2 separate regions of the Mustela erminea genome follow, and region 1 is linked to region 2. Evidence: chromatin contacts called from public Hi-C data. All regions are on one chromosome and are shown on one strand. The core of a region is the stretch at or near the end of the contact, and the rest is flanking DNA. Distances in the headings are between cores, read along the strand shown.

Region 1 (5,165 bases), core at 2,058-4,557, 240 kb before region 2:
GATTTTGGAAATAAAGAGAAAACGAGCCGATTGGTAGCAGGACAAGAATCATGCAGGTACACTTAGAAGAGGGGAGTGAGGGGTGGAGTCACCAAGTCATTGACGCCGGGGAGCACCAGGACCAGCGGTTCTGAGCACAAATGTCTCCGCGCAAGGGCTGGCAACGTGCACTCACAGGAGGCCACCACGTTGTGCGCCAGGTGGAGGACGTAGCTTTTGCTGGAGCTGAAGGTGTGCATTGTTAAACGGCGCTTGTCAGACAGAATGCTGAGAGCAGAGCTTCCTGCAGAACGGAGAACGTAAGTGGGCACCTGGGCGGGGAGAGCTAGAGCGTCACGACGAAGGGTGCGACGGAGCCGTGCTTTGCATGGGTGTGCCAGTTTGGTCCTCTGCTAGGGAAGGTAGCTGGGGCCGTACTACTTATCCTCAAATAGAAGATGCTTGAGGGCTCGAAGAAGAACCAAGTGAACGGGGTGGAAGCAGGGATGGGATTTAATTCCTTTAAAAGCGTGCCAGACGTTCTAGTGTTTGGACGTGCACCACTGTATTCGCGCCCTTTTGGTTTCAAGTGACTGAAACTTTCCAAGAACTAGATGGCTCGCATAATTGGAAAACGTTAAGGACAGAACTGACTTAGGCATGGCTGGATCCACGTTTGCAAAATGAGGAGCGGACCCTTCTCTCTTACTCTGCTTTCCCCGCGCTGGCTTTCTGCTTTGGTGGTCAGGCTCCTCCCATACCAGACAAGGTGGTCAACGCTGGCCTCGCGCTGCCCGCTTCCCTCCTTCCAGCCCAGCCGCCTCTAGGCCAAGAGCGACGCCTAGAAATAGCGCTCAAGTCCCGTGGACAGCTCTCATTGGTCCACGTTAGGACTCGGACTGGTTTCTGAACCAATCACTGGGACCAGGGAGAATCAGCAATCTGATTGGCCTGGGTAGGATCACGTGTCCGGCTCCGGCTCTAGGGCGGGAGGTCATCCTCACTGGAACGAGAGCATGGGGCAGAAAATGGTTGTTACTGGAGGGATGGATGTTGAAGAGGCAATAAGCGGATAATCCACCTTAGTCCCAAACAAAATGGCTGAGCGCAACCTCTCCGGAGTAATGATCCTTGAACTCCGGCTGTTAACCTCCTATAGCTAATGCTCAATGACTTTCTGTTCCCGGCTCCATGAGGGAGCTATATTTGGGGTTTTTTAATAACGGACTTATTAATCAGGTTTCTTACCTACCAAGTAAATCCACTCTGGTTTGTTTAAACAGAAAAAACCCAAATGTCTTAAGGGGCATTAGTGGTTCCCACAATCTCCGACAGAGTCCGAAATTGGGGGTTGAGTCTCTGCAGCCTTGAACAATACCCAACTCCCCACACGTCCGGGCCCAGGCTCGAACCCACCACCCTTGTCTCAGGCTCCTGGGAGCCTCTCTAGCCCTGCTGCCTCCAGGGGCTCAACGTCTTCTGCCACCATCTGCTCCCATCCCCAAGAGACAAGCCCATGCAGCAGCTGCTTCCTTGCTCTCCATTCTTCCTGAAGTCTCCTGTTGCTACATCCCATTGGCAGAGCCCAGGACACGTGCCTACGTCCTAGCTGCGGCCTGAGTCTGAGAAACTGAGTTCGGGATCTCCACCCTGCTGACCTAATGCGTGTAACATGGCCTACTTTCCTAACTTAGAAAGGCTGTTCAAATGATGCCGGGCTGGTACCAACATGACCCACAACCACCAGGCCACACTTAAAACAGTTTGGGTCTTCTGTGTCTTCTGGGTTCCTGAGAGCTCAAGTCATGGGGCCAAGTCTCATTATTTCCACATGTGTCCTGTCAATGAATCTGTGAGTGTCTGTTCTTTGCAACCAATGGAAGGCAGTTAACACAAGTAATTTGGCCAAGGCAATTTGGAGAAAATTTAGCCTGGGGGAGTGTTTCCTTCCCAGCCAGACCACATCACAGAAGCCTGAGATTTATTCTTCAAAAGGATAGTCTTCAGTGGGGCTTTCGAAGGTACCTGGAAAGCATGGCCACGCGGAGACCTCCCAGGGGTACCAACCCACAGACATTTAACAGGCCTTCTTATAGAGCTCTACGAATGCCACAGCGGGCCACTGTTTAACCAAAGACCATCCCCAGCCATTGGTAAGAAACCACATTGCCGGGGGACGGGGTGCTCCCTGGCAAGGCCTTCCTCTTGTGATAAGTTTCCTTCAAAGTTTGGAGTCGTACTTTCCAGGAGACTGTTCTCTGCCCTCCCTCCTGTGGCTCTCCACTGCTCTCAGGAACTCAAGTGATTCAATTAAGAAAGATTTTGAGAGATGTCTGGCTGGCTCAGTGCATGGAGCGTGTGACTCTTGATCTCAAGGGTGTGAGTTTGAGCCCCACATTTTTTGTGGAGATTACTTAATTAAACTTAAAAAAAAAGATTTTGAGTATCAACTATGTCCCAGGCATTCATTGTACGATTGTGCTAACACTGGATGTCCTCGGTCCCCAGGGAGCCTTCGGACAAGTATTTCAGCCAAAGCTTACCTGAACGAGAATGAAGATGTTCAAGCACCTTTATCCAGAAAGAGATGCATGGTTTTCATTTTTACAGACTTATTGGCCAGGATCATTTCAGAAGCGGAGGTCTTTGACTTAATAATACAGGAGCACAGGGGCACCTGGGTGGTTCACTCAGTTGAGCATCTGACTCTTGATTTCATTCTGGTCATGATCTCTGGGTTGTGAGATCAAGCCCTGTGTCGAAGTCTGCACTGGGCATGGAGTCTGCTTAAGATCTCTCTCTCCCATCTCCCTTTGCCCCTCCCCCCTCCTCTCTCTAAAAATAATAATTATAATAATACAGGAATATCATCATTATACCTTCCAAACACGGAGTCTATCAAAGAAATTTCTCTGATAGGATCATTCATTTGTGTAAAAGTCTTTCAAAGATCTCACCATTAAATCTAATTACATGTGATAAATGAAAAGTATAAACTTGGAGCGAACAATTGAGCACCTCAGACAATCCAGCTAGTGCCGTCAGTTGGATATACATAACTGGCTGCCCACCCTGGGGATGTGTGGACCCTCACCCCTCCCACCTCCGCAGAGTACTGAAATGTTCCACAAAGCAGCAAGCGAAGTATTTGCTCTAGACCCCAAATACTCTCTTCCCACCACAGGCCTGGATGTTCCCACGGCGGCGGCAGGTGCCCGCGAGGACCGCTAGGTGTCGCTGTGAGCCCGCGAGAGCCGGGCCTCACGCGGCGGGCGCACTTGAGCCCGGTCTGTTTTCAATCAACACGTTGTCAGTTTTCCTCCCCGAGGCCCCAGGGGTGTGCTAGGAATTTTTATTTCTTGAGAAATCCTGTGATTCAGCTGCCCTTTGTTGGCCCTGCTTGAGAAAATGAAGCCTGTGCTTGCTCTCCCAGCCCCGCGACAGGGGCTCCCTGGCAAGGGTCTTTGGACCACCAGCTACAGGGCCACTCCTTCCCGGTTCATAGCCTTGGCCCTTGCTCTCCCCCTCCCTTTCAGCCTCTACTCTTTTTATCTTTCTCTCCTGGTGCCCCGTGACACTAATGAGCCCTCAGGGGTTCTCTGCCATGCTAGAAGCCTTGGCCTGGTGAATTTCAAGACACCCCAACCAGCTCCCACACCAACCAGCTTGCAGATTCCGTCCTCACCTTCCACCTTCCCCTTCTGATTCTACCCCTGACTTTGTGCCCTTTCTCCAGCGCAGCCACAAAACTAAGGCCATGTTGGGGTGGGAACAGCACGAGGCTGAGCTATCTTACCCTAGTCCTGGCACAAAGGGGTTAGGAGCCGCGGTGACTTTCAGACCCCCACCTCCCTCTGCCACTCACTAAACTGTGAGACCTCTGGCCTTACTTAGCTGTGAAAGCTTTCTGAGTTTCGATTCTTCAGAGGTAAATTAAATAGTACCTCCAGATGCATCCATTAAGTAAAATTATTAAGCACAAAGGACCCCATGGGATCTTACACACTGCAAGCATTCTATAAATGCAAAGTGATTTTAATTGTTATTACATGGACATTTAGGCAGGCACGTTAGCACACACTCAGCCAAAGGTACAGACCTTAGGCCCTCATTTCTCCTGAAGCCCATGGTAAGACGGTGTGTTAAGGAAACAGAGTCTGGGGGCACTTGGTCAGACGTGCCAAGCAGCACCGCTGATGCTAACCCTCTCTACTCATGTCAACAGTGATGAAGCCGTCCTGAGCCCAGCTGGGCGCTGTCTTGGTCAATAGCAGTAGCTTGCTTGGCAAACGGCCGTGCGAGCTGTCCTGGGGCCTTCTGGGAAAAGGCCACTTGTGGGCGGAGCCGACCCGCACTCCCTCCTCCCAAAGGTTCAGCACACCGCTCCCTGGTTTCCAGCTACCACACAGCTACTGTGGGTTTTTGTGGGTGACCACGCGGCAGAATCCTGACTGTGGGTGCCCTGCGGCTGCCCTGCAGGCCTCGAGGCCTCACACCCTGGAGAGCTTGGGGAAAGGTGAAAAGCAGGCAGAGTCCTCTGTCTTTTACCAAGGCGGTTCTGGACTACTCGGTAGAAGCAGCTAAATGGTAACTAGAGCCCCTGCTGGTCGGGACTAGTAACTGCAGCCACGTTCATCTGCCTCTAGAAGAGGGGGCTGATTCCCAGTGACCCAGATCTTAATCTACCGTCTTTGGAGGCACTTGGATACTCATGGCCAAGACTAGCCTGCTTTTTTTGAGCAGCAGACAGGTAGGGGGTGTGTACAGAACGGGGGAAAGAATAGACTGCTTTTTATGCCGCCCAAAGCCCAGGGCTCTGAGCTTGGCAGGACTCTGGGAGATCATTTCAGATCCCAATCCAAGCCAGACGGGAAAGGACAGACACTCTCGGGGCGTATCTGCTGGTCCAGAAGCTGGTATTGATGCTGTTCCTGTGAAAGCTTGATTTCTGCAGCCGACAGAAGCCTTGGACGTTGAGGGAGGAGAGTGATTCTATCAGAGGCCACTTGAATGTTCAGTAGTCTGACACCTGTCCCCACCAGAATGCAGATCAAGGGCCATTGCAGAGCCCTTCCTGCTGAGGCTCAGAGCAGGCACCCCTAGGTTTCTGTCCTGGCCCTGTGACCTTTGGGTAGGTCCCCTTATCTCTCCAGCCCTCAGCTTTCTCAACCATGAAATGCAGGTGA
Region 2 (5,392 bases), core at 1,955-4,454:
GGGAGCCTCATTAAGGAGGTTCCAGGCTTTCCTGCCATTGTTCTTTTCACTTTGGCTGTCTCCGGGTGACCTCTAGTTGAGGAGGAAACACACCATTTGGGCTTCTGAGCCCTAGAGACAGTCAGTCCCTCTGAATGTCAGTGCCCCCTAGGCTTCTCAGGAATCATCAGCGACTAATGATCCTAGAGGACTTCCTGTCTGAAGGTGCTCGTGTTCACCACACGGAGACCTTGGGTCTGAGTGTCAATGCAGTTGGATTTGTTTGCTGAGATTACATTTCTGTTGTTGTTACTGTTCGTTGTCTTTTATGAGACTTACTCCGGAGAAGTACAAAATAATTAAAGGAAATTGTTGTCATCAGACATAGTCTTTGTCGAGTCTGACAGCATTAATTAATAAGGCTTGGCAAGAGCATGGGAATATGTGCAAACTTTATTTTGTTATTAGGGTTCTTTTTTACCTTTAATTTGATGAATGTACCCCAGTCCAGAATGAGCTCCTAGACTGGTAGGTCTTTGGGGTTCCTTATGATCAGAAGCAGTGTCTGCCATTGTTTCTTCTGATAGCATCTTCCCATTATCCTGGCAAAGTGTGGATCCTGTGCTAGGTCCTCAGGAAATTCCTACAAATCCTACAGAGATCCCTATGGAAAGAAGCGACAGACTGATTAACAAACGGTTATACCTTAAGTCAAGCATTACATCTGCAAGAACCCACAAGTAGGACTGCGTTGTGCTCCAGTTCAAGTGTTTATATTTTGAACTTGCATCTGCCCAAGTTACAGTCAATGCTGGGTCTGGAACAGAGCAGGTTAACCTGGTCCCCAAACCGGACTTTTCTTTTTGCTCTGCTAATGGGAAACAAAAATACCAATAACAACAATGATGATAAAGCTGACGCATGTGGTGAGCCCTCACACATGCTAAGCTTTCCGTGTGTTAGCTAATCCTGTCACCACATGGTCATATTCTCCCCGTCATACAGCCAAGAAAGGGAAATTCAGAAGGTTTAGGAAATCTGCTCCGGATCCAGCCGATGTAAGTGGCAGAACCGGGATTCCAACCTCTGTCTGACTCAAGTCACTGTAACCATGGTCCAGGTGGAAAGTTTTGGGCCTGGAGCTCCCTGCAGCGCTATAACTAGGCTTGGCTACAGAGAGGTCGTCACGGTCCCCTGTGGGATCTGCACAGGTGCTCTCAGGCAGCTGAGCTCCCTGTCTCTTCCTCACCCACACTGCTGACCTGGTCTGCTCACTGGCAGAGGTGAGGAACTTGGGCACAGTCTCGGGCACAATGAAGAAGGGAGGAATAAATCAGCCCTAGTGAGTGTGTTCGGAGCCTCAGCCCCAAGCCCCTTTAAATATCGACAGGTAAAAAAGAGGGAGCTTCTCATGGTGGTGGAGTGGGTACCTTCAGCAGTACCTGCGCCCGTAGGTTCTTCTGTATCTCCAACAAAAGAACGGATCCCTGAGGCCCACAGTCGGCGCTTTCCTCTACACCGATCAAAATTCCCTTTTTGCATGTTTCTGTGAATTAAGTAGAAATGCTCACAAACAGCAGATGTAACAGTTCAGCTCAAATTTAAAGCTAAATCAATAGGCTCTTCATAACCTTAGGATTGTTGAATTCATCTTTAATTGAAAAAAAAAGTCTACTTATAATCTCATCAAAGCCTGTTTCTTGAAGGCTGAATCTCGTGGGTCACCTTCAGAGTCGCATGGCTTTGACTCATTCATTTATTTGAAAAATGTTTACTGAGCACCTGTTACACGCAGGCATTGTTCTTGTGTTGCGGGTGTCGTGGTGAGCATCACAGACAAGGGCATGGCTTTCCTGAAGCTAGTATTCTGGGAGGTTAAATGACATAAACAAAGATGCAGTCAAGTCCTATAAAGAGCTGTCACAAGAATGTCCCAGCAGGAGAGGTGGGTGGGGACCAGAACCATAGAGCCCTGCAGGCCAGGGCCCACAGTTTGGGTTTTATTCTGGGTGGGGTGAGAAGACACTGAGGGCATCGAGTGAGGCAAAGACATAATCTGGTTGATATTTTTAGATGATCACTCTGGCGGCTTGGAGCCTGGGAAACCTCCTAGGGACGAATGCAGCGCTGTGCGGATAGAAAAGGATAACTTTGAAGTCCGTTCTGGAAAAGTAACTGACAGAATTTGATGATGGGCCACATTGGAAAAGAGAGGGGTCAACATTTAGGATTAGTGAGCAGCAGAGGATGACAACATGGAAGCCAAGGCAGCAGAGCCTTAAGTAGACCTGGTCAAATGCCAAGAAGTTGAGTGAGAAGAGAAAAGAGAAGAAGCCCCTAGATTTGCCACCATAGGCTGTAACTGACCTTGACAAGCTCCATCTCAGATGGGTCTTGAGATTTTTTTTTTTTCCCCAAGTGCGGGTGACTTCATTTTTATATCCCTGATGGACCTCTTTTTAGGCTGACAGAGCCCCAAGTTTTCTATCTGCGTTTGTGCTGAGGTCAGCTGCCACCCAGTCAAATCGTCAGCTCGTTCCTCTGCCCCCAGCATCCCCATGTTCTTTGACTGATTACTGTGCAGCAGGATCACCTGCAAACACCAGCGGATAAGCCGTATGCATCCCTGAGTCCCGGCATGGAGCATATTTCTGGACTTGATATGCAGTCGGGTAGAAGGAAAGACTCCTCTGATCCCTGTTAGGGTGCCCTTGGCGCCTCCACTTCACCAGCATTAGCATACGTCAGGGCTGTTGGAAGTGCTCGCTGACTTATCCGTCCCATCTCTCTCCCTCTCTTTCTCTCCCTCTCTCTGTCTTGTCATACACACACACACACACACACACACACACCAGAACAGGAGTAGTTCCAAGGAGCCAGGACCCCTGTCATCACCTGCATGATACTACCTGCGTTAATGATGATGCTGGATACGCAGTTGTTGCTCAATATATGTCTTTGAAAATGAAGGGAGAAGAGAGGGAGGAAGCAAACAATGAAGGAAAATTGGCTTGCTGTTTGTGAAGAAGCCAGATTCCACATGTAAACGAGTGCATTCATTTGAAGACACCACTCCTTGAAGGAGAATGACCAGCTCTGTTCCAATCCGGTTGGAGAGGCGGCATTGGGGAAACGTCCTTCCTCGCCAGGCGGCTTGGGAGGCTGCTGCTTTGATCCTTGACCACAGCTGATTTCTGGAGGGCTCTCCCCGTAACATGACCCCCGGCTTCTGACTCATCACTGGCTTGTCTCCGCTGTGTGGCTGCCCTGCTCCGTTCCTTGGAGCTGTATCAACGAAGGAAAATCAGGGGAACAGTCATCGCTTTATTTAAATCCGAGGAAAGAATGTGGCCAGCACAGATCCAAAGGTCATTTTGCAATCCTCTGCATCCCAAGCCGTGAGGAGGGCAGCACTTCGCAGGCAGTGGTCCCTCCCTGGTGTGGCAAACCGTACCGTGAAAGCTAGAGCTGCAGCTGGACACAGCTGGGCGCATGCACACCGGGGGACCTGCGCCCAGATCCCTCCGGAGTTTCGCGGCTGCTTTCCGAGGATTGAAGTGATCTAAGGTCTTGGAGTGAAACACAGGAACATCTCTTTCACTGGGGATTCTAATCACCGAGTTTATCTTAATCCAGCCACAAACACGGGGTAACTATCATGGTCGTCATCAGGCACTTCTGTTTCCAATAATGTGACCCCAGACACAAACCCACTTCATCTGGTGCCGGAGCGGAGAAACAGATTTTTTCTTTCTCTCCCCCACCAACCCTGGAGGAGAAACTGGCCATAGAGTCAGTCCACGATCCCCAAACCCTGGGCTCTGTGCTTTCTAACAGAAGGGCATTTGAGGGCGTGGGGATTATACACCATTTTTGCCTCACACCCAGATGCAGGACCCCAGCTGCTGTCGAAGCTCGAAGTCTGCTGAGCGCTTGTCCTCTTAGAAGGGTCTCTGGACTTCTCATTCAAGGGGCTGGTTCTTAGTGCATGGCAGGGGTCACTGAGAGCGTCCCATATGAGGAAGCCCTGTATAGGTTCACCTCGGGGATGTGAAGGAAGGTTCCAGGCCCTCTTGTTTCTAAAGTCAAAGCCCTTCTCCCCTCGTTTGTATACTGACTGTGTCAGGTTTCTTGTTCCCTCCTCTGGAGGAAGGTGCTGTTAAATTGCCATGGCTTCTTAGCAGTTAGTGGCGTCCTGGGATCCAGGGAATCCTGCAGCTCGGGGAGGGTTGTGCCGAGCCAGGCCCCTTGGAAAACTGGGCACAAGTTAGGTGAAGCAGAAGACTTGAGAGATAAGTGGTCTGGGGGCAGTAATGACTGGGAGCAAGCAAATCGTTCCACGACGCACGACGATGAATCCTGCTTCGTGTGCAATGAATTATAATAACAAAGGAGAAAGTTCCCTTTGCTTTACAAAACCCGCAGCTGTTGATCTCTGTCCAAGGTGTGGCCTCTGGCAAACCCTGTGATTTGCTTGTCTATGAGTGTTGTCGATGCTTTGCTTTTCTCCCCCAGGATCACTTCTTCAGATTCCTGAGCCTCCCGCAGAGGTGCGTGCGGCATCTGTGCTGGGTCCGTGCTGTCCACCCAGCTGCACTTGACTCTCTTTGGCAAGTGCCTGCCTCCAGCAGAGGTTCCCCATCAGCAAGGTCACACTGACCCAGGCCCTGACCGATGCCCTTGCTCTGTGACCCACACTACTGTCAGCTCTGGGTGTCCGCTTGATGGTGGCACAATGTCCAGAGATATAGATGACCAGGCTACCAAGTGTTTAAGGAAGCAGGACCTGGATGGCAGGTGCTTTCAGAATCCCAGCCCTGCTTTCCCAGCTGTGCTGTCAGATCCTTACCACGGGTGACACTCATCGTGGGAGCTGGTGGTAGGGCACTTCTGCCCTTAGGACAAACCTGGGCCTCAGCTACTCTTCAGAGAAGGGGGAGCAGTGGTGGTGGGAGTGGGTTTGCCGCTGCTGTGAGGAGCCAGGAGACCCGCGGGGAGGCCTGGAGGTGGAGGTGGGGGTTGCCCCATCAAGCTGGCCCGCCTGATGGCCAGGAGACATTTGTGCCCCAGGAAACCACCACGCCGTTTTAACCACAGCAGATGCACCAGGCACAGTCAGAAGAGCTGCATCCCCTCTCTCTTATCTTCCGTCTTTCTGCCTCCTGCCTCCACTCACCCACAGAACTTACGGACCCGTCAATAATTCTGTTTGGGCCACATTGCCCTGATCTTGCGTACCATCCATTTTCCGTGGTTGGGCGGTTTTCTTTTTAATATTTGTCCCCTCTGGGATGCGTGGGTGGCTCAGTCAGTTAAGTGGCAGCCTTTGGCTCAGGTCATGATCCCAGGGTTCTGGGATCGAGCCTTGCGTTGGGCTCTCTGCTCAGCGTGGAGCCTGCTTCCTCCTCTCTCT

Evidence for each region. Hi-C and Micro-C count contacts between places; a contact is called where the count stands out from the background.
Region 1: a Hi-C map of fibroblasts shows a contact between it and region 2, with 5 times the contacts expected there. The contact joins two enhancer-like sites. A contact is called at or near these places in 3 of 3 Hi-C or Micro-C datasets (fibroblasts, skeletal muscle and spleen).

What each region holds. Positions count from the first base shown.
Region 1 is chr11:88,101,788-88,106,952 of mMusErm1.Pri, reverse strand. No RefSeq gene overlaps it. Among named protein-coding and RNA genes, the nearest start is that of CDHR3, 69 kb to the right of the region's middle. Within about 2 kb of position 3,307, the one cell type or tissue checked has open chromatin away from gene starts, as enhancers often do. A contact at or near this core is called in fibroblasts, where this site is marked.
Region 2 is chr11:87,857,038-87,862,429 of mMusErm1.Pri, reverse strand. All of the region lies in intron 2 of ATXN7L1 (ataxin-7-like protein 1), which reads left to right. Among named protein-coding and RNA genes, the nearest start is that of ATXN7L1, 92 kb to the left of the region's middle. Within about 2 kb of position 3,204, the one cell type or tissue checked has open chromatin away from gene starts, as enhancers often do. A contact at or near this core is called in fibroblasts, where this site is marked.